Linked DNA regions of Ovis aries: region 1 is linked to region 2. A link is a contact called in public Hi-C data. All regions are on one chromosome and are shown on one strand. Each heading gives the region's core, a stretch centred on a gene start, on an enhancer-like site or on the middle of the called end of the contact. The rest is flanking DNA. Distances are from core to core; before and after follow the strand shown.

What was found. A called contact is a pair of places that touch in the nucleus more often than the background predicts.
Region 1: a Hi-C map of omental adipose tissue shows a contact between it and region 2, with 1.9 times the contacts expected there. The contact joins the promoter of SELENOW here to the promoter of ZNF541 in region 2. A contact is called at or near these places in 6 of 16 Hi-C or Micro-C datasets (blood, liver, mesenteric adipose tissue and 2 more).

What each region holds. Positions count from the first base shown.
Region 1 is chr14:54,430,421-54,434,585 of ARS-UI_Ramb_v3.0, forward strand. SELENOW (selenoprotein W) reads left to right here and starts at 1,409. Exons shown (of 5, transcript XM_042232243.1): 1 at 1,409-1,509; 2 at 3,244-3,268; 3 at 3,386-3,439; 4 at 3,637-3,711. The coding sequence starts at 1,481.
Region 2 is chr14:54,277,029-54,280,934 of ARS-UI_Ramb_v3.0, forward strand. It overlaps ZNF541 (zinc finger protein 541), which reads right to left and starts at 1,914. Exons shown (of 16, transcript XM_060398149.1): 1 at 1,166-1,914.

The sequences.
Region 1 (4,165 bases), core at 159-2,658, 150 kb after region 2:
ACCATCTGCAGTGATTTTGGAGCATGCAAAAAATAAAGTCTGTCACTATTTCCACTGTTTCCCCATCTCTTTGCCATGAAGGGATGGGATCAGATGCCACGATCTTAGCTTCCCCTTAGGAGATCCCTGTTTCCCCACCAGGGACTGAACCTTTGCCACCACGGTAAAAGCCTGGAATTCTAATCGCTGGACCACCAGGGACTTCCCAAGGCTTGGGTTTTTGTTCTAAGCGCCCTGGGAGCCTGAAAGACACCTGATTATGGGACACTGATTACGCCCGGCTGCATGTTAACTGCTCTGCATCACAGGCTGGTTATATTGATACTTGCCCAAGACCACCGAGATCACACAGCTGGCAGCAATGGGGGGTGGGAATTGAACCTAGTCTGCCAGGAGCCCCGAGACATCAGGATCACGGCAGGTGAGGATCAGGGGGTCAGAGACGGAAGCTGGGGCTGGAAGACCTCGGTCAGGGACTTTGGCTATTTTTTCATTGCTGTATCTTCCGATGGCATCACGACTGGATGGACATGAGTTTGAACAAGCTCTGGGAGATGGTGATGGACAGGGAAGCCTGGCCTGCTGCAGTCCATGGGGTTGCAAAGAGTCGGACACGACTGAGCGACTGAACTTAGCTGTATCTTCAGAACCTATGACTGCAGCAAGGTACCCAATATGTATTTGTTAAATGGGTAATCAATCATTCTCTGGAGGCATTTATGCCCGGAAGAGGAAAACTGAGGCTGAGAGATGCATCGGCTTTCTAAAGCCCTTATACCTCAGCTGCCAACTTCTAGCACTTTCCATGACCCCCTTGCCTCAAAAAGGTCTGGAAGGCGCAAAAGGGTGGGTGAGTTGGTCGGGGCGGGGGCGGGGGGAGAGGGCGGGGTGCGGGGGGAACTTCAGTGCCGATCAGGCGGCGCCCAGGTTTGGATGCCCGGCTTTATTTAATAAGGCAGCGGGTCCCCTGGACCGCTCATTGAAAAAAACAGCTTCAGGGGCCGCCCATGTGTACCCCGAATCCTTGCGAACTCGGCCCCCTTTCCCCCTCAAGCCGCCCTCAAGGTCCTCCCAGCGAAACGAGCAAGGTCAGTTGCAATTCAGTTTGCAACCAGCAGCTGTTGGCCCTCAACCCCCGCCCCTTGAGACCGTACCATTCTGGCTCGGAGAAGGGGGGGTCCGGGAGCGGGGTGCGCAGAGGACTCTTTTGAGGACCCCCTCTGCCGGGGTTTTCCCTGGCCTCACAGGGAGCTTGGGGTAAGATTTGCGTGGGGGGCTCAGGGCGGTGGGCTTCAGGGTGCCTCTCGCCTCCGCTCCAGAGGCCTGTCCTCATTCCCCCCTCTCCTGGCATGGTCCGTGCTGCGGAACGCCAAGAGCTAGGCCTGTGTGCACACGCCCCGCCCGGGGCGCAGACCTCGCCCTGCTTCGCCCGGGTTCGGATCGAGAGTCCGCGCTGCAGCGGGCACCGCGGTCAGGAGCTATGGCGGTCGTCGTCCGAGTAGTTTATTGGTGAGCACGCGGGCCAGAGGTGCCCTCCTCGAATCCCGCTCGGGCCCCGCCCTGTCCCGGCGGAGCTGGGCTCTGGGGGAGTCGGGGGTGCGCGGGGGAGGGGGCAGGACCCTTGGGGAGCCTTGCACTGGGGAGAGGGTTCCGTGCGGGTGCGGTGGGCGTGGGAGGAGGCGGAAAACGAGCATGTTGATTTCTTGGCCTCCCCCTCCCCAATTTGTGACATTCTAGACGTCTCAGGTCCTAAAAGGTAGAACTGAGACACGTGTGTGTCGTTTTAACCCCCACCCCCACCCCGATTCCCGGGCTCAGGGTGGGGAGCAGGTGGGGGTCGGTTTGTAATGCAGGAGGAACCTCTCTGGGCGGTTCGGTCTCCCCTCCCCCAGGACCGGTCGTCGGGTGGGGCCGGCCAGAGTCAGGAGGTTCCAGATCGTCCCGGCCTGTGTTGGGCAAGGACTTAAACCCAGACGGTGGATGCTTTTTTGCTGTTAACCCTCCTCGGTTTCTGACCCCACTTTTCCCATCCGTAGAGGGAGTGATTTTTTTTTTAAATTTTATTTTTGATTGTGGCATCATTGCTTTCCCATATTGTGTTGGTTTCTGCCATATGTCAACGTGAATTGGCCGTAGGTGTACCGGTGTCCGTTCCCTCTTGAACCTCCCTCCTCCCCCCCCCCCACCCCCCCCGGCTAGGTTGTAGTCTTAATGGTTATGGCGGAGGGAGTGCAGTGTGTTGGGTGTTACACATTTGGTCTAATTGCCCGCTTTAAGGGGGAAAACGTGTGCTCGGCAGGAAGTGTCTGTCCCGTAGGGGGTGTCACAGCCCTGGCGCCTTGGACTGTACTGGCCTGCACAGGCATGCTGGCCTGTGGGCGCTCAATAAATACGTGTTCCCTGAATTTCCTTCCCCAGAAACTCCCTGGGCAGGGGTTGTAGCTCCATTCTACAAGTGCGGAAACCGAGGCTGGGAGTGGGGCGCGGGCGGATCACAGGGGTACCGCACCTGGGTCTGCTGGCTGTCCGCTTGGGGCGGGGGAGGAGGGTCCCTGCCTGGGGGTTTGAAAGGTTTAGACCTGTCCCTGCGTTAGTTAGTGTCCCTGCCCGCTGAGTCAAGCAGAGGGTAGAGTGACATTTTGAGGCGCCTCCCCTTCCCCTCCCCCGCTTTGCCTGTGCACCAGTCTCCGGTCCCGAAATAGTCTGCGGGGCGGGGAGGGGGCGGGGTGGGGAGAGGGCGGGGCGGGGAGGCGGTTATCCTTCACCCTCAGGCATGGGAGGGCCTTGGGAATCCTGCAGTCATGGTTGCCCTGAGGCCTGGGTACCGGCTGTGGGTGGGGCTGCTGTGTTGGGCAGCTCTCATCCTGACCTGGCTCTCTCCGTTTTGCCTCCCTCTCCCCTCTGCCTCGCGCTTGTGCTCTCTCCTCGTCGCCCCCGATTCTGTGCACCGCCCCCCACGCTCTGCCTCTTGTCTCCCTTGCTCTGTGTTCCCTGTGTGGCTGGCTCCCTTCCTGTGCCTCCACCTCTGTGCTGCGCCCCGCCCCCGTGTGCCCCGTGTCTTTCCTCTCTTTGGAGAGTGTCTGTCTCCTTCTATCATCCGTGTCCCTCTTCATCTCTTCCGCTTCCTCCCCGCCATTTGCCTCTGTCTCCTTGCCTGCCTTGCCTCTCCCCTCCCATCCCTGGATCCCCACTGTCCCCCTCCTCCTCTCCCGGGACCCACTCTCTTGGACACGCTCCCACCAGTGGCGCTTGAGGCTACAAGCCCAAGGTAAGCCATGTGGTCCCAAGAGGCTGCCCTGGAAAGTGGGGGAGGGGGTTTAGCCCATGGTGGGGGCCCACCTATGTGGCTTCTGTGGACCCTGTGTGACCACCCACCCCTTTCCAGTATCTTCAGCTCAAGAAGAAGTTAGAAGATGAGTTCCCTAGCCGTTTGGACATCGTGAGTCTCCGGGAGGGGGAAGGAGTCAGACGTGGGTCCTGTCTGTCCCTCAGTCCTGGTGGCAGTGGGGGTGGTTTGGATCAGCCCCCTACCCCCCCCCCCCCCCCCCCCCGCCACTGTGTTCTCCCTTCCCTGGGAAGGGGCAGGTGTCCGAAAGGGGGCATCTCCGCCCCTCCAGCATCTCTCCTTCTCCCCAGTGCGGCGAGGGGACTCCCCAGGTCACCGGCTTCTTTGAAGTGTTCGTAGCGGGAAAGCTGGTTCACTCCAAGAAGGTATGTCTGTCCATCCTGCGTCACTGGGGGCCAGTGGGGGGTTGGGACTCGGGTTGGCGTCTTGGTCCCAGCCTGTCCCTCCCCTGGTCCTCCCTCCTCCAGGGAGGCGATGGCTACGTGGACACAGAGAGCAAGTTTCTGAAGCTGGTGGCCGCCATCAAAGCCGCTTTGGCTCAGGCCTGATGTGCCCTGAAGGCAGAGGTGAGGGGGGCCCCGCCCCGAGGCCGCAGAACTGACCCCTGGTTCCCAATGGACTCCAACCCTGAGGCCTAGTTTCCAGCCCAGTACATTCCACTGGTTGCAATTTCCACTCTGTTCTCTGGACCATAGCACTGCTTTTCAGCATCTGCTGAGCCTGATTTTCAATGTTCGAGCTTCTATGTTCCAGATGAGCCCCAAACCGAGCCTACTCTAGATCTGGGTCCTGGTCACTAACCTAGTCTGTAACCAAGCT
Region 2 (3,906 bases), core at 664-3,163:
TACACTCAGTGAAACTTTAGAGGATTTATCTCAAGAGGCTGCATGCAGAAGCAGATATAAGACACCAGATGACTCTAAAAATGGAAAACAATGCCACTTTTCTCACTAAATGTTGTTTTTTGAAATAAAAGTGCCAATTAGGTTAACATATACTGGGTTTACTATTGCTATTTTTAAATGAATTCATATTTTAAAAATTTATTAAACTCCTAATACAGCAAATATCAGCAGATATAAATTCTTCAGCCACCTGCCGCAAAGAGCCGACTCATTGGAAAAGACTGTGATGCTGGAAAAATTGAAGGCAAAGAAAGGGGTGGCAGAGATGAGATGGTTGGATGGCATCAATGACTCAATGGACATGCATTTGAGCAAACTCCGGGAGATAGTGTAGGACACAAAAGCCCGGTGTGCTGCAGTCCATAGGGTCACAAAATGCTAGACACAATTTAGCAATAAACCAACCACAGTGCACATGTACAAAAACACCCTGGGTGGGGTCTTCAATAATTTTTAAGTCTAAAGGGCTCTGAAGACAAAAAATTTTGAGAACTGCTGCTCTGAAGGGAAAAAGTCCAGCACATATGCATGGCCCAAACAGATATATATCTGTGTATCTAACCTAAACCCCAAATTCCAAACTGGTGGCCAGCAAACACGTTTCGCAAGGGCCCCACACTGAATTTAAAAACTTGTTAAATTGGTTCTCAACATTTATCGATCAAAAGATTTCACATAAAGACAGCGTTATGGTTTCTTCTCAAAAACAAAAACTTCTGGCAACACTGTTGTGACATTTCTACTTGGCCATTTCCACCGGCTGGCATCACTAGACGGGGAACACAATCTTTATTTCACCACACTCTGGACCTTTACCTGCCCATCCCTGGTAGGCATCTACATTGCTGAGCTAAAGAAGAAAAAGATTCCTTTGCAGTAAATAATGAAACCTACATCAATCTAATAAATGTCTGCAATCCTCCAGATCAGTCAAAATGTACAGTAACTGATCCCTTTCCTTATCTGATCTCCTAAAGCAGCAACTTCCTTAATGATTTCACCAGTGATACAGAGACCCTTGGACCGATCAGAAACCCTTCTGAGAAAAAGGAGTCCATCTGAAAACGGAGACATTCTCCAACAAGTGCAAAGGAACGAAACTCACCAGGAGAAGAAGGAGTGAGTGAATCAATCCCCAGGGAACAGGGGGCCCAGTTTAGGCCCCACAGAGAAAGGGGTTCCGGTGACAGTCAGATCATTGGCTATTTCTTCCTGGAACGCTGGATAGTAAATTCAGGACCCTTATTCAACTTCTTCTGCCCTGAAAGCAGGTTGTGGAAAGGAAGGGGCTGTCAGAAGCTGGGTCCCCAAAGAAGCAAGGGCACAGGTGTGAAACTGGGGGCAACTGGTAATTTTTGGAAAAAAGAAGAAAGCAATACTAAACTGGGGAGATCTAGGTAAGACAACGGATTTTGATGTTCAAGGAGTTATTTTTTCTTTCTTTCCTTATTTTCCTCCCCTGGGAAAGGAACCTGGAGAGCTTTGCTGGGAGAAGCCTAACTGAGGTGGAACAGGTGATGAAAAGGGGTTTGTGTTGGGATGGCTGGGGAAGAGTTGGGAAGAAAAATATTAGACAAGAGAGAAAACGGAAGGACTGAGTTGGTTTATCAGTGGAAAGATATTCCAAACAGGGGGACTCATGGTGGGAAGAAAGAATTTTTGCTGGAAAGTGATCCTCAATGGAGAAAAAAAAAATTTTTTTTTGCTAGAGGAAGTTCCTAAGAGGAGGGGGAGGGGCGAATTCAAGGCGTCTAGGCGGGCTTCTTGGTTTTGCTGGAAGATCCTAAATAGAAACAAATCTGGGTCCTCTAAAGTGGGGATTTTGGGGAGGAAAGCGGATTTTTAGCACCAGGGCCTGGAAAAGCGGAGGGCAAATGCAAGGCCGAGATGCAGAAAGTGCGGAGGTCGGGTAGGGCCCGCGGCGCGAGCTGGGGAGCTGCGAGGGGGCAGTTGGGGCCTGGGGGGCGGGGTAGGAAAGAAAAGGGGGTGCAGCGAGCCAGGGGCCTCTGAGGAGAGTCTTCTCCAAGGGGGAAGGGGCTGCGGGGATGCAGCGGGGCCCGGAGCTGTTGGGGTGCAGAAGGTGCGTGCGTGACGCGGGGTAGGGGGCGCTCGCCGCGCCTGCTGCGCCTCTCGAAAGGGAGCTGGGCCCCCCTAAAAAAGAAACATAAAAACGAATTAGAGTTTAAAAGGGGGAGGGGTTGATGAATGAGGAAGGGGCGGGAAAGGGCGGGGTAGGAAGGAAGGGGAGGGGGCAGGGGCAGCAGCAACCGGGTTTTACCCGCCCCCGGGGGCTCGCGCGCCGGGCCTCGCGCCTCTCGGGCATCCCAGCGGCCCCCTGTCTGCCCCCGCGCCGCCCGCAAGCCGGGCGCGCACGCGCAGCCGGGCCCGCCCCTGGAGAGCCCCGTGTACGTGGCCGCGGGCCGCCTCGCGCCGCCCAGAGCGGCCTCGCGCGCGCCTCGCGCCGCCCGGGCTCCCAGCGCGTGCCGCCGGCCGCGCAGTCTCGGCGGCTATTCGGCCGTCGCCAAGGGGGCGGGGCCACGCGGGGCGTGGCCAGGCGCGGTCAGGTGACCTGCGGCAGGCGGGAAAGGAGGCAGTTGGTCGCCATTTTGGGGGGAGGGCGGTTGAAGGCGGGAGAGTGTGAAGGCGCTCAGGGAAGGAGACCGCGGGGGGAGGGGCCGGCGCCCCTCGACCCACACACAGAGGCGGAGAGTCGGGCGTCGCCTGCCATTGTTCCTGGAGAGCGGCGTTAGAACGCAGTATGGGGAACTCTGGCTCCCCGCGGGCCGCTCTAAGCTGCAGCCTCAGAGGGTGTGTGTTTGAGGGGCGTCGGTGTGAGAGTAAGGGCCCCTCGCAGCGTCGTGGAGTCCTCGAGGCAGCCCCTGTGCTCCCTTGGGGCCACCGAGCTCTTCCTGCCAGGGGGTTGGGAAGACGTGGGGCTGGAGAAGCACGAAGCGGGACACGATCTCTTCTGCCTTTTTAAAGCCAAGTCCTGAGCCGTCTGTAGATCGGGCTCTGAGCTGAGCTGTGTTTCCGGACCGGTAAAGAGGAGGAAACCGGCAGCAGCAGTGGCTTGGGAGTTGGGGTGGTTGATGATCGGTCAAGAATTTTGAACCCTGGAACGACTTAGACAGGGATTTAATTCCTTAGAAATTGTGCTCTGAAAACCTAGAGAGACATCAGATTCGTGGTTGCCGGGGGTGGGGGGGGCGGTGGGGTGGGGATGGGGATGGAGACTTAAGTTTCGAAACTCTAAGAGGATCTGCTTGGGATGATGGAAGTATTTTGAAAGTAGGTTGTAGGGGGTGACTGCACAACGTGATGACTTTATTAAAAATCCTTGTGTTGTACACTTTACATGGGTGACTTTCATGTAAATTATAGTAAAGTTTTGATGTTTTAAAAAATGTGATCCCTGGGGTAGGTAGAACAGAGAGGAGAGGAAAAGGACTAACATTCCACCTTTGGATTCCTTCATTCAGCAAATATTTATTGAGCTTCTGTTCTGATATACTGCAGTGTATGAGTCAAACAGCCCTGCTCTGGCTTATGCTCCTGAGAAGCACCGTCTGATAGAAATATAATACAAGCACTAAGTGCCAGCCACATAACTTTCTGTTTTCTAGTGGCCATAGTTTTCAAAGTTAGAAAAAAGTGGGAAATTAATAATACAATTTAACCCTAAATGTTATTTCAACATGTAATCGGTACAAAAAGTTTTAAAAGATAATTTACCTTGGGGGTGACTTTAAAATCTTGGCGTATATTTTACATTGACGGGACATCTCAATTAAGACTAGCCACGTTTCAAGGGTTCCATATAGCCAAACGTGTGGCTTAGGTACCGAA